Regions from separate parts of the Mus musculus genome. Here regions 1, 2 and 3 are each linked to region 4. The links are chromatin contacts, called in public HiChIP or PLAC-seq and promoter capture Hi-C maps. All regions are on one chromosome and are shown on one strand. Each heading gives the region's core, a stretch centred on a gene start, on an enhancer-like site or on the middle of the called end of the contact. The rest is flanking DNA. Distances are from core to core; before and after follow the strand shown.

Region 1 (2,894 bases), core at 277-2,776, 700 kb after region 4:
GGCGACGCGAACTAACGCGTGGACCAAAGGCCGCGCAGCGCGTGTGTGGGGCCAGGGACCCGGTGGCCGCAGGTAGGAGCAGCAACTCCGCCCTCCCTCGCCCGCCCGTTTCCCTTGTCGTTTGTGGTCGGCCAGGGGCTTGTGCAAGACTGGCCCGGCGTGCGCCCCCGCCCCGCGGCATCGGCGGCTTCTGCTGGCGCGGGCCCCGAGCGCTGCCCGCCGCCGGCGTCATCGGGAACAGATGGACGGGGGGTGCTGGCGCCCGCGCTCGCTCCCGGCGCTGTCCCGGCTGGCGCGGGAGGGAGGAAGGCGGGGGAGGCAGCGCGCGCCTGCGGAGCACTGCGCGGGCATGTCCCGGGGCAGGTTTGGGGCTGGCACCGCGGTGGAAAGTTGAGACCCGCAGCGGCGCTGAGGTTCCCCCCCCAACCCCCCCGGTGCGGTGGCCTCCGGGCTTGAAAGTCTGAAAGTGGAGGATCATTAAGAGAGCTGTGTAGAAAGGCCGGGCGGGGGAGACCCCGGGACCTCGCGACGACCTTGCCACCTCGATGGCTGCTCTCTGCGCGCTGGGTCCGGCCGAGGGTCCCCGGCTGCCTGGCTCGCGCTGTAACCTCGCGCTTCCCGGGTGGCGGGAAGGGGGTGTTTCTAGGGATCGGTCGCGTTGTGGGCGGGGACGCTGGGGCCCACAGTCCCTCTCCGCGCCGCCTGTGGGTGCCGAGGAATTTCAGGACGCTCCCTGAGTCATCCCCGTGAAGTGCCTGGGTGAGGTAGGGTGGGTGGGGGTGCCAAGAGTGGGAAGGCGGTGCGCTGGGGCCGGTGGCGCGGTGGGTTGTGCCAGTTTCTGGAGGCGGCGGCCTCGCCTCTGACCGCAACCCCAGCTACTTAATGATGCCCCTGGCGCAGCGGCGCCTCCGTGGACTTCTCGAACATGGGCTCTTTAAAGAACTAGAGCCCCCGCCGTTTGGCCTTCTCAAAAATTCCTTAAAGCGAGATGGAGACTTTGCAAAACTTTGGGACAGAGGCTCGTGGCCCGAGCTCTTAACATTAAGTCCTTTAAAGTTGTGGTAATAGATCAGGCATCTTGGAGATCGAGAGAGGCCAACGGCCTATATTGTGTGGTCCCCTCCACTCAGCACAAGGAAAGGCCTATCCCTCCCCTCTCTTAGTGGGTGGCCAGGTGCCAGGCACTGTTCCAGGCGCTTGGGGAGGCGGCTATGAGGCTCGGATATGGCAGGCGTGTTGTAAGCCACTCCTCCCTACTCTTGGAGATGAGTGGCCCGCGAGGCCTCTGAGAGATCCCCCTGGACTGTCCGGACAGCCAGGGTCGCCAGGAGCGCGGGGGGCGGCACCTACCCGGCGGGTTGTGACCGCGCTGGGTGCTCCGGGCGGTCTGTCGGTGCGCGCGCGTGCGCTTGCGGCTGAAACCCGACACCTCCCGCCGGCTGAGGTCAGGGCGCCGGGAGCGAGCCGGGGCCGGGGAGTGGGCGGCGTTGCGCTTGGGTGTGTCCTCAGCGGCGACAGCAGCAGGTGTTTCTTGGCCCAGGCCCCGGAAGCTCCACCTCCCCGAGCGGCGGAGCCGCCGCCGCACAGCCCCGGGTGAGATAAGCAGTTCAGACAAACCCGGGCGACGGTGGCTCCGGCATGTGTCAGGAGCGGTGGAGCAGCGGGGCCCTGGCATGAAAGGTGAGCGCGCGGGTGGGGGATGGTGGCGGGGGTTCCCTCGTTCTTCCTCTCCCCAAGTTTGTGGGCTCGGGAGGGGCGCCAACGGCCGGTGCCAGGTCCCGCGGGTGTGAGGGACGAGAAGCGCGGGGCGCGCGGCCGACCTGAAGCCACACTCGCGGCTGCGCGCGCGCGCGCTGGGCTCAGCCGGCTCTGCTGCCGCGGAAGTGCGCGGGGAAGTGCGCGGGGGCGGCTCCGGGGCTCGGGGTTGTAGCAAAACTTTGGATGGGGCGGGGGCGCCCAGGCAGGTGGTTGGATGGGGGGGGGGGTGCTTTACCTGGGGTGGCAGTCCAAGGGGCCTCCGAACCCCCCGCCCAGCCCTTCCCGCTCCGCCTGGATGCGCCTCCCCGCCCCCCGCGGCCGCGCTGACGGCGAGTGGCCCGCCCGAGTGGAGCCGATTCAATTATATTGCAGCACCAGAGACACCTCGTCGCCCGCCGCCTCTCCGGCAGGCTAATTAAATTCCCTTCTTGGAGGCGGAGCGGGAGCTGGGCTGCCCTCCCCGCTGCCCGCCTCTCCGAGCGCCGGGAGGTGGCGGGGGCCGAATAGGACTGCGAGGAGCAGGCTTGGGGCCGCAGGTCTGGGCATCGGAGCCGGGAGCGAGCAAGGGGCGCCCCCGCGCACCTGCCACCCGTGGTGGGGGTGCCAGCTCGAGTTGGGTCGGTTTGGTGCAAACCAGCCTTTGTCTTCCATGCATTTAAAGCACTCTAAACCCTTACTAGACCCCTGCGGTGCCTTATCTGTCGCGGTTGGGGCCCACACAGGTTGGGGTTTGAAAACAAGCGAGACCACCAAATGGAAGGGGGGAAAAAAACAAACCAAAATACAAGATCCTTTTGTAAAGAGGACCGGAACAAAAGGCGCAGCCTCGCTCTAGGAGGGAGCATCGGGCCTAAGCCGATTCCCAGCACTGGGGGACAAAGAGGCAGGAGGTCTTGGCTGGCCGCTTGGCAGTGTCTCAGTCTGAGACTGGTTTACCCCCTCTTCCCGAGGAAGACAAGGCCCCCCTGGCGAGCAGCCTTCCCTGGGCGTCCGTGTTACTTAAGCTTGGCTACTTAAGTGTTGCTTAGCCTGTGTTTACAGCCGCCCCCACCCGCAGGCGGGGAACCTGAGGCGCAGGCTGTGTCTGACTCAGCCACTCAGTCGCCCCGCCACAGGTGAGGGGGGCCGGGGCACAG
Region 2 (2,776 bases), core at 265-2,764, 750 kb after region 4:
AAAATAAAAAAAAATATTTCAAAATGGGCAGTAACCTAAATACCCATTCACAGGATGGGTAAGTAGATGCAGAATACTCATGCAAGAGAAAACCTAGGATAACAAGGTGATGGCCACGTGACCACAGGCCAACTGCAAACCACACATTTCCAGAAGACAGAGCCGCATGGCACACGACAGCATTCTGTTGACCTCAGATCCCAGGACAGAGAGGCCTCCTGCACTCCTGACTGCTCCTCTCCATGTAGCAAAGGCAATAGAAGTCTGTTCCCCTGCTCCCCAACCCTGGCCAGCAGACACTGGGAAATGGACTCAGGCTTTGGGGGACAGGGGTGCTAAAGATGCCCCTCAAGGCACAGAAACTGGGGTCCCAGTTTCAAGACTATCAGAGTCACCAGACAGTGGTGGCGCACGCCTTTAATCCCAGCACTTGGGAGGCAGAGGCAGGCGGATTTCTGAGTTCGAGGCCAGCCTGGTCTACAGAGTGAGTTCCAGGACAGCCAGGGCTACACAGAGAAACAAAAAAAGACAAACAAAAACAAAACTTGTTTAAGGTTGCATCTCTGTTCCCCAATCCCTACCTGTACTGGCTAGTTTTGTGTCAACTTGACACAGCTGGAGTTATCACAGAGAAAGGAGCCTCCCTTGAGGACATGCCTCCATGAGATCCAGCTGTAAGGCATTTTCTCAATTAGTGATCAAGGGGGAAAGGCCCCTTGTGGGTGGTGCCATCTCTGGGCTGATAATCCTGGGTTCTATAAGAGAGCAGGCTGAGCAAACCAGGGGAGGCAAGCCAGTCAAGAACATCCCTCCATGGCCTCTGCATCAGCTCCTGCTTCCTGACCTGCTTGAGTTCCAGTCCTGACTTCCTTGGTGATGGAAGTGTAAGCCAAATAAACCGTTTCCTCCCCAACTTGCTTGTTGGTCATGATGTTTGTGCAGGAATAGAAACCCTGACTAGGACACCACCCCACCCCCAGACAGGGTTTCACTGTGTAGTCCTGGCTGTTTGTCCTGCACCTCCCTCTGTGGACCAAGCTGGCTTCAAACTCAGAGATCTTCCTGCCTCTACCGCCTCTAAAGAGTGCTGGGACTACAGGCGTGCGCCATCACTACAGCCCCCTCCCCGTACAAGCCCGCCCACCCGGGCCCGGGAATGCTCACCCACATCCATCCATTCCGGAGGTAACAGGCGGCACTTCTGTCTCTGTTTCAGGTTAATGGCCAGCCACAGGGGCACGTCCACGGGTAAGCCGGGGTTGAAGGGCCCCAGGTCCCCCTGCAAGGACAACGCAGACCCCAGGTGGAAAGGAGCGGTGACCCGAGCATGATCCCAGGCCGCCGCCCCGTACCGCCCTGGCTCACCCCGATCAGGTAGATCTTGTCCAGACTGAAGTTCGGGATGATAGTCACCAACTCCTTTTCGGCCAAAAACTCCACCTCGGCCGCATCCATGTTGAAGAGTAGGCGGCCCAGGCCCGTTACCGCCCCTCCGCGACTCAGAGGCAGCGCCTCAGGCACTTCTTTCCCGCCACCGCGCGGGGCCCGCCCCTCGAACGGAAGACGTCCTGCGGCGGCCCTATAGAGACGTTGCTCTCTTCGCAGCCTCCAAGTCACAGCTAGTACAAACTCGCGGATTGGTCTGTAGGCGGAGCTGTACGCCGGCCCCGCCCCTCTAAGGCCTACCGATGCCCTTTCCAGTACTTGGGCTCCACGCTTCCTGAATCCTGATCCAGCGAGTTACAGCCCTGACGGCCCCGCCCTACTACGTCACTACCCTCTCTAGGCCCCGCCTCTGGCCCGTCCGCTTTTTTTCATTGGTCTCCGGGTCTGCCTCGACTCCGCCTCTTGCCCGCCTACCACGCTCACGGCCCCGCACCTACCTCGTTTGGGTCGGGTCTGTACAGCCCCGCCTCTTGCTCCCGCCCCTCCTTCGTTCGGCCTCGCCCCTCCTGCGCCCGCCCCCTTCTGTCCACGAGCTGGAGGCTGTGTACTTATGGCTTCTTGCTCCTTTGCGTCCTGCAGCAGGCTGAGTCCCTCGCCTGATTCCACTCTTTGAGGGTAAAGGTTTGGAGCCGAGTTTTCACCTGCGCGAAACACAGATCCAGGAATAAACGCATTCATCTCAAAGTCAGCTCCGGGTCCCCGGACATGGCTGGCTGGTCCACACAGACGCCATATCGAAGGAAGTGTTTTCCCTTTAATTTTAGTCTTTGCCCTTTCTACAGATGGTTTAAAAGCAATGAAAATGCGCCTCCCCTATCTGCTCCATGCAGATCCTTCGAGACAGAGCCCAGAATCAGAACTTTGGCAAACCAAACCTCAGGTGAGACTACAGGGACAAGTTTGCACACGTATTATCATTCTTTTATTATTGTTGTTATTGCAATTGTGAAGATGGAACCCCGGTCCTCAAAAATGATAAGCACAGCCTCTTCCACTGAGCTATACCCTGGAGCCTGATGCCCTCAAGCCTTCTGTACAGAGTGCCTTGGTAAGCCAACAGCCCTAGAGTCCTTGCATTAATATGGCCCCACAGGGGCATTTTGAATCAGGAGTCTTGTGAGGACAGCTGAACTATTAATAGGCATTATAATCAGGGTGACTCTGGCAGGGTGCCAGCAGACCAGGGTAGCTCCTGGGGAGGAATAGGTCACCTACAACTGGTAAGGACAAGAGGGGCTGGATCTGAGTGTGAAACCCTCACCACTGGGCGCTGAGGTGAGGTGTAATCTTAGTATTCCATAGGTGGAAGCAAGAAGGATCACCAGCTAGG
Region 3 (2,746 bases), core at 40-2,539, 830 kb after region 4:
AGGAATGCGAGTCGCGTCGGTAATCCCAGTTCTCAGGAATCTAGAGCAGGAAGTGCTGGGAGTGCCAGGCTAGCATGGGGGGCTACATTCAAAGCAAGTCTCCGATTCAATGCAGTCATTTTGGTGGGAGAGGGGGAGACAGGATTAGCATTCCCTCCTAGGCCAGCTCAGATTTTTAACTTCAGAGCTCATTCTGAGATGTAAATGAGGCTGTGGGGAGACTGGGTGGTTACGGGTCTGATCTGTTTCTCAGGTGCGTCAGGACTGCACCTGAGAGCGCTTCCAAGATGTAGTAAGCAGCGCCTGACCATATCAGTCCAGGGCTTTATAAAGGCAAACCGCAGAGTTAGAATTCCGGGTCTTGCAAATGTCTCTTAAGCAGAGAAACCGAGTTTGATTACAAGCGCAGAAACAGCAGTCCGTATTATAACCTATAATCTTGCTAAAACAGCAAGTCTGGGGCAAAAAAATCGGCAAGTGGACCCACAAAATACAAAAACAAACAAACAAACAAAAAAACCTCTGTAAAACTAGAGATTTACATGCTATAGGCATTTTTTTCTTTGTGGCCTCACAAACACATTAAGTTTAAACTTTAAACGTTACCTATCCCAGATCTCACTAATGTAGACCAGGCTGGCCTCGAACTCTTGCCTCCCCATCTCGAGTGCTGGTTTTAAGGACGTCCACCACACATTCGAGTTTCTCGGTCATCTTACAAAACCTCGAGAGCTCCCCGGGAGCAGCCGCAGCGTCCCGCGAAGGGCGCCCGACTCCGCCCGGCCCGGAACCCCGCGCCGCGGCCTCGACCGCGAGCTTACCAGGGTGAGCGCCACCTCCAGCATGGGCGTCAGAGCCAGCGTGCCGTGGAAGAGCGGGATGCAGTCCACGAAGAGCGTGTGGCTGCCCGCTCCGGGAGGATGCTCCTTGCGCGGCCTCTGCCTCTCGGCCACCAGGAGCCCGTTGACGGCGCAGTGCGGGTACTTGGCGCCGTGGAGCACCATCTTGCAGTAGGCCTGCGTAGTCAGCTTCACGCCGGGCATCGCGACCCACGCACCGCGGTCCTCCGCCACGACCCTCCGCTGCACGCCGTGACGCTCTCGCACCTCCGGCCGCGGCCTCCCGCCTCAGCCGGTCGGCCGGAAAACGTCTGCCGGAAAGCAGCTGCTACCCGCTCGGCCTTTCGCGACAGTTACCGCCCCGCCCCGCCTCGTCCTGCCCCGCCCTGCCCCGAGCCGCGCCGCCCCGCCCCGCCCCGCCCCGCGCTCTGAAACGGACGGGCTTGGGGCGGGGCTTCCCTGATTCCCGCGATGCTTCGCGGCTCCGTCTTGGTCTTCCGGTTGCGGGCCCCGTTCTTCCGGTCGCGAGCACCCCAGGGTGTAGAGGGCGGTCGCGGCGGTCGCCTGGGCAGCGGTGGCAGGTGACGGCCTTGGACGGCGGGTGAGGGTGGCACGGTCGGGGGCCCGAGGACCTGGAGCGCCGGGGCCGGGAGCGGTGCCTCCGAGACGCCCCCGGACCCGGGACTTGAGCGGCTCGGTGACCTTGGGGCGCCCGCTTCCCCGAGCGGGTCTGTTGTCTCGGGTCCCCGCTCCGGCCTGCCGGGCACCGGGCGTTCCCGCTGTGCCAGGCCCGAGGGACAGCGACCTGAGCCCTGACGTCACGCTACGGTTTCTGCCGCCCCGGGCGTTGATTTTTTTTTTCCCGGGCTCGGACGTTCTTTCTCGGGGATCGAATCTCAGGGGTTGTGCTACAGTGAGGCGTGGGGCTCGGGTCGCTGGGGCGGGTGACAGGGTCATCCAGGTCGCCTGCGGGACGCAGGAACGGGAAGCGGGCCAGGGCCTGAGCCTGGGCGGCCTCCTCCCGCTTGCCCTTCGCAGTCTCTGTACAAGTCAATTTTTAAAATAAAACTCAGTCGCAGGAGGTGTGCTACCGTGCTATCTATCTATCTATCTATCTATCTATCTATATATCTAGTTCTAGCAGTTTCAGTCATTTTTGTCTTTCTAGTTAATTTTTTAAGAAGCCGGATTTATAGTCATTGGCCAAAGCCATGTATATTACAGCCCTTGGCTTGATGTAAGGAAGTTCACCCTGTGCCTTCGCATCAGTAATAAAAACCGGATCCTGGGGGCATGCCTCTGGCCTGTAATGCCGGCTCTTACGAGGTAGAGGAAGGTAATAGTGGAAGCTTTCAGGCCAGTCCGTGCCTTAAAAAGTTGATGAAATCATTACCAAAAAAAAAAAAAAAAAACATTTAACATTTCGGGGGATAAGTTGCATTTACTTCCTTAATGTTTTGCCGCAAAAAGACTTTGGCTAAAAGGTGTTTGCTGTCATTGTTAAGAGGTATAAGGGTTTTTTTTTGTCTTTCAGAATGTTGGCTTCCAGAGCGCTGAGCCTGATTGGCAAGAGAGCCATTTCTACTTCGGTGTGCCTTCGAGCACATGGTGAGCAGGACTTTCACTCCCTTCCCTGCCCTTTTCTTTCTCCTCCCTTTGGTTTTTCATGACAGGGTTTCTCTGCATGGCTCTGGCTGCCTTGGAGCGCAGAGACTTAACCTGCCTCTGACTCCCATGTTCTGGGATTAAAGATGTGCACCGCCATGCCCGGCTCAGGACTTTTACTTTCTTTTTCTTTTTTTTTTTTTTTTAAAGATTTACTTATTTATTTTATGTATATGAGTACACACAGTAGCTGTACAGATGGGTGTGAGCTTTCATCTGGTTGTTGGGAATTGAATTTAGGA
Region 4 (2,943 bases), core at 337-2,836:
TCAGCTGGAAAGCAGCCCAAGAGGGATTCTAACCCACAGCCATTCCCAGGAGTCCACACCCTAGCTCCTAGGTGGCCTGCTTTTGTTTGACATTAGGTTCCAAAGCTAAGGAGACACTAGGCCCCGGGGTCTCTTACTTCCAATCTCTTTAAAGGCTCTTTTTCCGGAAGGCACGGGGGATGCCCAGCCTAGGCTGGCCTCCAATTCTCCATCCCCCTGCCTCTGTTTCCAGAATATGCTGAGCTGCTCTGCACACCAGCTCCTTTAGAGATCTCTTTACCAATGGTGTTGAGCTGTTCTACGGGAGCTGTGGCCATTCAGGCCCTGTGTTCTTTCATGGTCCACATGTCCCAGGGAAGCTTAACACACACAAACCTTAGGGTTCCCTGGGATGCTTTTAGTAAGGTCACACATCTGCTTGATTCCTCCACACCAAACCATGGAGCAATCTCAGCTCTCCATGCCCCACCCCAGCCAGTGGCCATTCGCTCCAAAGGAAACTGGCCGCTGGGACCTCGCAAGTCAGCTTCTCTTTATCCAGGCCTGGTATAGCAACATCGGATACACATTCTTGGTGCGTGTTTCTGTACTCTTCAAATTAAAGGCTTGTACAGAAGCAGATAGGGACAAAGATGGAAGGGAGAAAGGAGGGTGGGGCCCTGGGTTCTGCCTTTAGCTTGCAGCCCCCAGGGGCTTCGGCGTTTATTGTTCACTGACCAATCAGAGAGGGTGGAGTTTGAACTGCCCCTTCTGACCTGGAAACCCAGTGGACCACAGGGTGCGGGAGCGGAAGAAGCCGACTGACACTACCGGGGGAGGAATCTCCTCGGGTCACTTGATGGTGATGTCCACAGGGGTTGGGGGCAGGGTGGGGGAGGGATACACTCGGGACTTTGGAAAGCTCAGATCAGAGCTTTGCATGGCTGTGCACACCCACCCTACCAGTACTAGACGCTTGGGGCAAGAGGATGGCCAGTTGGAGGTCACCCTGGATATATAGTGAGCCCCTATCTCCAAAAACACAAAGACAAAACCAAAACAAACAAACAAACAAAGCCCCAGCCCAGATCTGCTGCTGCTTGGACGCCCAGCAGCTCGCTGCCCAGGGTGCCCACCCTCTTTCAAAAGGTCTCATGAGGGTCGCCCTACCTGTGCACTGCTGGATGAAGTGCTGGTAATCTGCTCCCTGATCGCCGGGGACAATGGTGGCGCCGTCGTATCTGAAAGTCACCCTTTGGGTTGGAGGAAGAAAAGAAACATAGGTGAGCGGCGGCGGCGAGCGGCACGAAGCAGGTCACTACTGGCTTCCCCGGCCCCGCGGCGTTGCTCACCAGATGACCGCCGAGCCGTCGTCCCGCACTAAGTTGTACGCCGCGCGACACGCCTCCTTGTCGATCTTCGTGGCCATGGCCGCCGCGAGGACACTGCCGGAACCAGTGAACGCGTCCCTGATCCGCTACGAGAGTCGAGCGGGCTCCGAGAGTGGGCAGGGGAGGTGGCCGCTCGCAACAGCAAGCTAAGGTCCTCGGAGAGAGGCCCGCGGTTACTGCAGAGCCAGAGCGCGCGCGGGGACTCCACTCCCGTGAAAGCCACGCCCCTTCGCTCCCATTGGTCAGGCGAGGCGGGGGCGGGGCGTCTCGCACATCCGGCGGCCAATCCCAGTCTGTGCGGATTGCGCAACTCCGCGGAGGGCTGGAGGGGGGCCCTTCCTCCTCGTCTTCCCTTCCTCCGCCTTCTTCCCTCCCCACTCCGTGGGCCCCAGCCCCTCGCTTCTTCCACCACCTTCTGTGTTCTCCGATCTCGCTCTCCTTCCTCCTTCCCTCTCTCCTTCCCTCCATTCCTCTCCTTCCCTTACGCCGTTGTTCTCCTCTTCTTTCAGCCTCTACCTTGTTCGCCTTCTCATCTCTCCTATTTATCCCACCCCAAGCCCCTTTTCCCTCCTCCCTAAGGCCTCCTTCCTCCTTCTCCTCTGCATCTTCCCTCGAATCTTCTTATTCTCTCTTCCTCCCTCGTTCCCTCTACCAGTGAGCTGGGCTGCAGAGCTCTCCACCCCTCCCCCTCCTTCAGAAGAATAACTTAAGTCAGCACTCAGATGAGCCAGGCTGGCCAAGGCTGGCGCCCCTAACCCAGTGTTTGTTTGCTCTTTGGATTTGGAAAGGGAAGAAGTGGAAAGAAGGAAGCATTTCATTTGGAAAGAGAATCACTGTTGACTTTGTAGCCTGGCTATCTGCAGTCACGTGGGGTGCTGGGGCGGGATGGGGCGGCATCCTTAACCCCCTTACTGGGTCATTCATTCACTACTCCTCTACCATCTGTCCTACCGGCAGGTGAAAGGCTGGCCCTGGAGGCCCAGCTCTAGAACTGCTTGTAATTCTCAGCCCCGAGCCATAGGGCAAGCTCTGAAACCTTATCAAGAGGACTGCTCTCTCCCCGTGGTAAGACGAGCCTCAGGGAGCCTCAGCAGGTGCCTTCAGCCTTAACTGAAATGATGTACAGAAACCAGGGCGGGCATCAAAAGAGGTCACTGTTGGTTTGCTATTGACTAAAACGGATCATAGACAGAAACTGAAAAGATCTGGAACATGTATAAGGGATAGGAAAACCCTTAGGCCTGAAGGTGTGGCCCAAAGAGCCAGCATCTGTGAGGTCCCAGGTTCTCTCTCTCAGTACCTCACCTTAAAAAAAAAAAAGAAAAAGTCTTGACACAGTACCTCACCAGGCAGCTCAGAACTCAAGAGGTTAAAAAAGAAGGGTTATACATTGACAACCAGGCTGGGCTGCATACTGGTTTCCAGGCCTGCCTGGGCTACAAAATAAGACCCTGTCTCAGATTAGGAGAGATGGTTTATCCTCTGCTAGAGGACTTTAGATTCTTTCTCAGTACCCATGTCTGTAATTACAGCTCCAGGGGAATCTGATGTCCTCCTCTAACCTCTGTAGGCA

Evidence for each region. Promoter capture Hi-C pulls out the DNA fragments that hold promoters and counts their contacts. HiChIP or PLAC-seq counts read pairs in DNA pulled down with a chosen protein or histone mark. Capture Hi-C pulls out chosen DNA fragments and counts their contacts.
Region 1: a contact with region 4 is called in a promoter capture Hi-C map of pre-B cells, with 4 times the contacts expected there. The contact joins the promoter of Gse1 here to the promoter of Cotl1 in region 4. A contact is called at or near these places in 1 of 39 promoter capture datasets (pre-B cells) and 1 of 115 datasets of contacts at active chromatin or transcription factors (memory CD8 T cells).
Region 2: a contact with region 4 is called in an H3K27ac HiChIP or PLAC-seq map of thymic regulatory T cells, with 5 times the contacts expected there. The contact joins the promoter of Gins2 here to the promoter of Cotl1 in region 4. A contact is called at or near these places in 3 of 39 promoter capture datasets (liver, pre-B cells and stem cell-derived epiblast-like cells), 1 of 484 Hi-C or Micro-C datasets (CD8 T cells), 1 of 115 datasets of contacts at active chromatin or transcription factors (thymic regulatory T cells) and 1 of 9 other capture datasets (adipose tissue).
Region 3: a promoter capture Hi-C map of liver shows a contact between it and region 4, with 2.5 times the contacts expected there. The contact joins the promoter of Cox4i1 here to the promoter of Cotl1 in region 4.

What each region holds. Positions count from the first base shown.
Region 1 is chr8:120,535,883-120,538,776 of GRCm38.p6, forward strand. It overlaps Gse1 (genetic suppressor element 1, coiled-coil protein), which reads left to right and starts at 1,527. Exons shown (of 16, transcript NM_001145896.1): 1 at 1,527-1,680. The coding sequence starts at 1,674. It overlaps 1700016A09Rik (RIKEN cDNA 1700016A09 gene), which reads right to left and starts at 1,844. Exons shown (of 1, transcript NR_151732.1): 1 at 1,010-1,844. Mir7687 (microRNA 7687) reads left to right here and starts at 2,814; the gene lies at 2,814-2,872.
Region 2 is chr8:120,587,561-120,590,336 of GRCm38.p6, forward strand. Gins2 (GINS complex subunit 2 (Psf2 homolog)) reads right to left here and starts at 1,515. Exons shown (of 5, transcript NM_178856.1): 1 at 1,366-1,515; 2 at 1,165-1,279. The coding sequence starts at 1,455. Gm10614 (a long non-coding RNA gene) reads left to right here and starts at 1,617. Exons shown (of 4, transcript XR_003947476.1): 1 at 1,617-2,494.
Region 3 is chr8:120,666,936-120,669,681 of GRCm38.p6, forward strand. It overlaps Cox4i1 (cytochrome c oxidase subunit 4I1), which reads left to right and starts at 1,290. Exons shown (of 5, transcript NM_009941.3): 1 at 1,290-1,420; 2 at 2,374-2,447. The coding sequence starts at 1,311. It overlaps Gm27021 (predicted gene, 27021), which reads right to left and starts at 1,207. Exons shown (of 4, transcript NM_001308449.1): 1 at 822-1,207. The coding sequence starts at 1,043. It overlaps Emc8 (ER membrane protein complex subunit 8), which reads right to left and starts at 1,152. Exons shown (of 5, transcript NM_010926.6): 1 at 822-1,152. The coding sequence starts at 1,043.
Region 4 is chr8:119,838,993-119,841,935 of GRCm38.p6, forward strand. It overlaps Cotl1 (coactosin-like 1 (Dictyostelium)), which reads right to left and starts at 1,587. Exons shown (of 4, transcript NM_028071.3): 1 at 1,332-1,587; 2 at 1,150-1,232. The coding sequence starts at 1,408.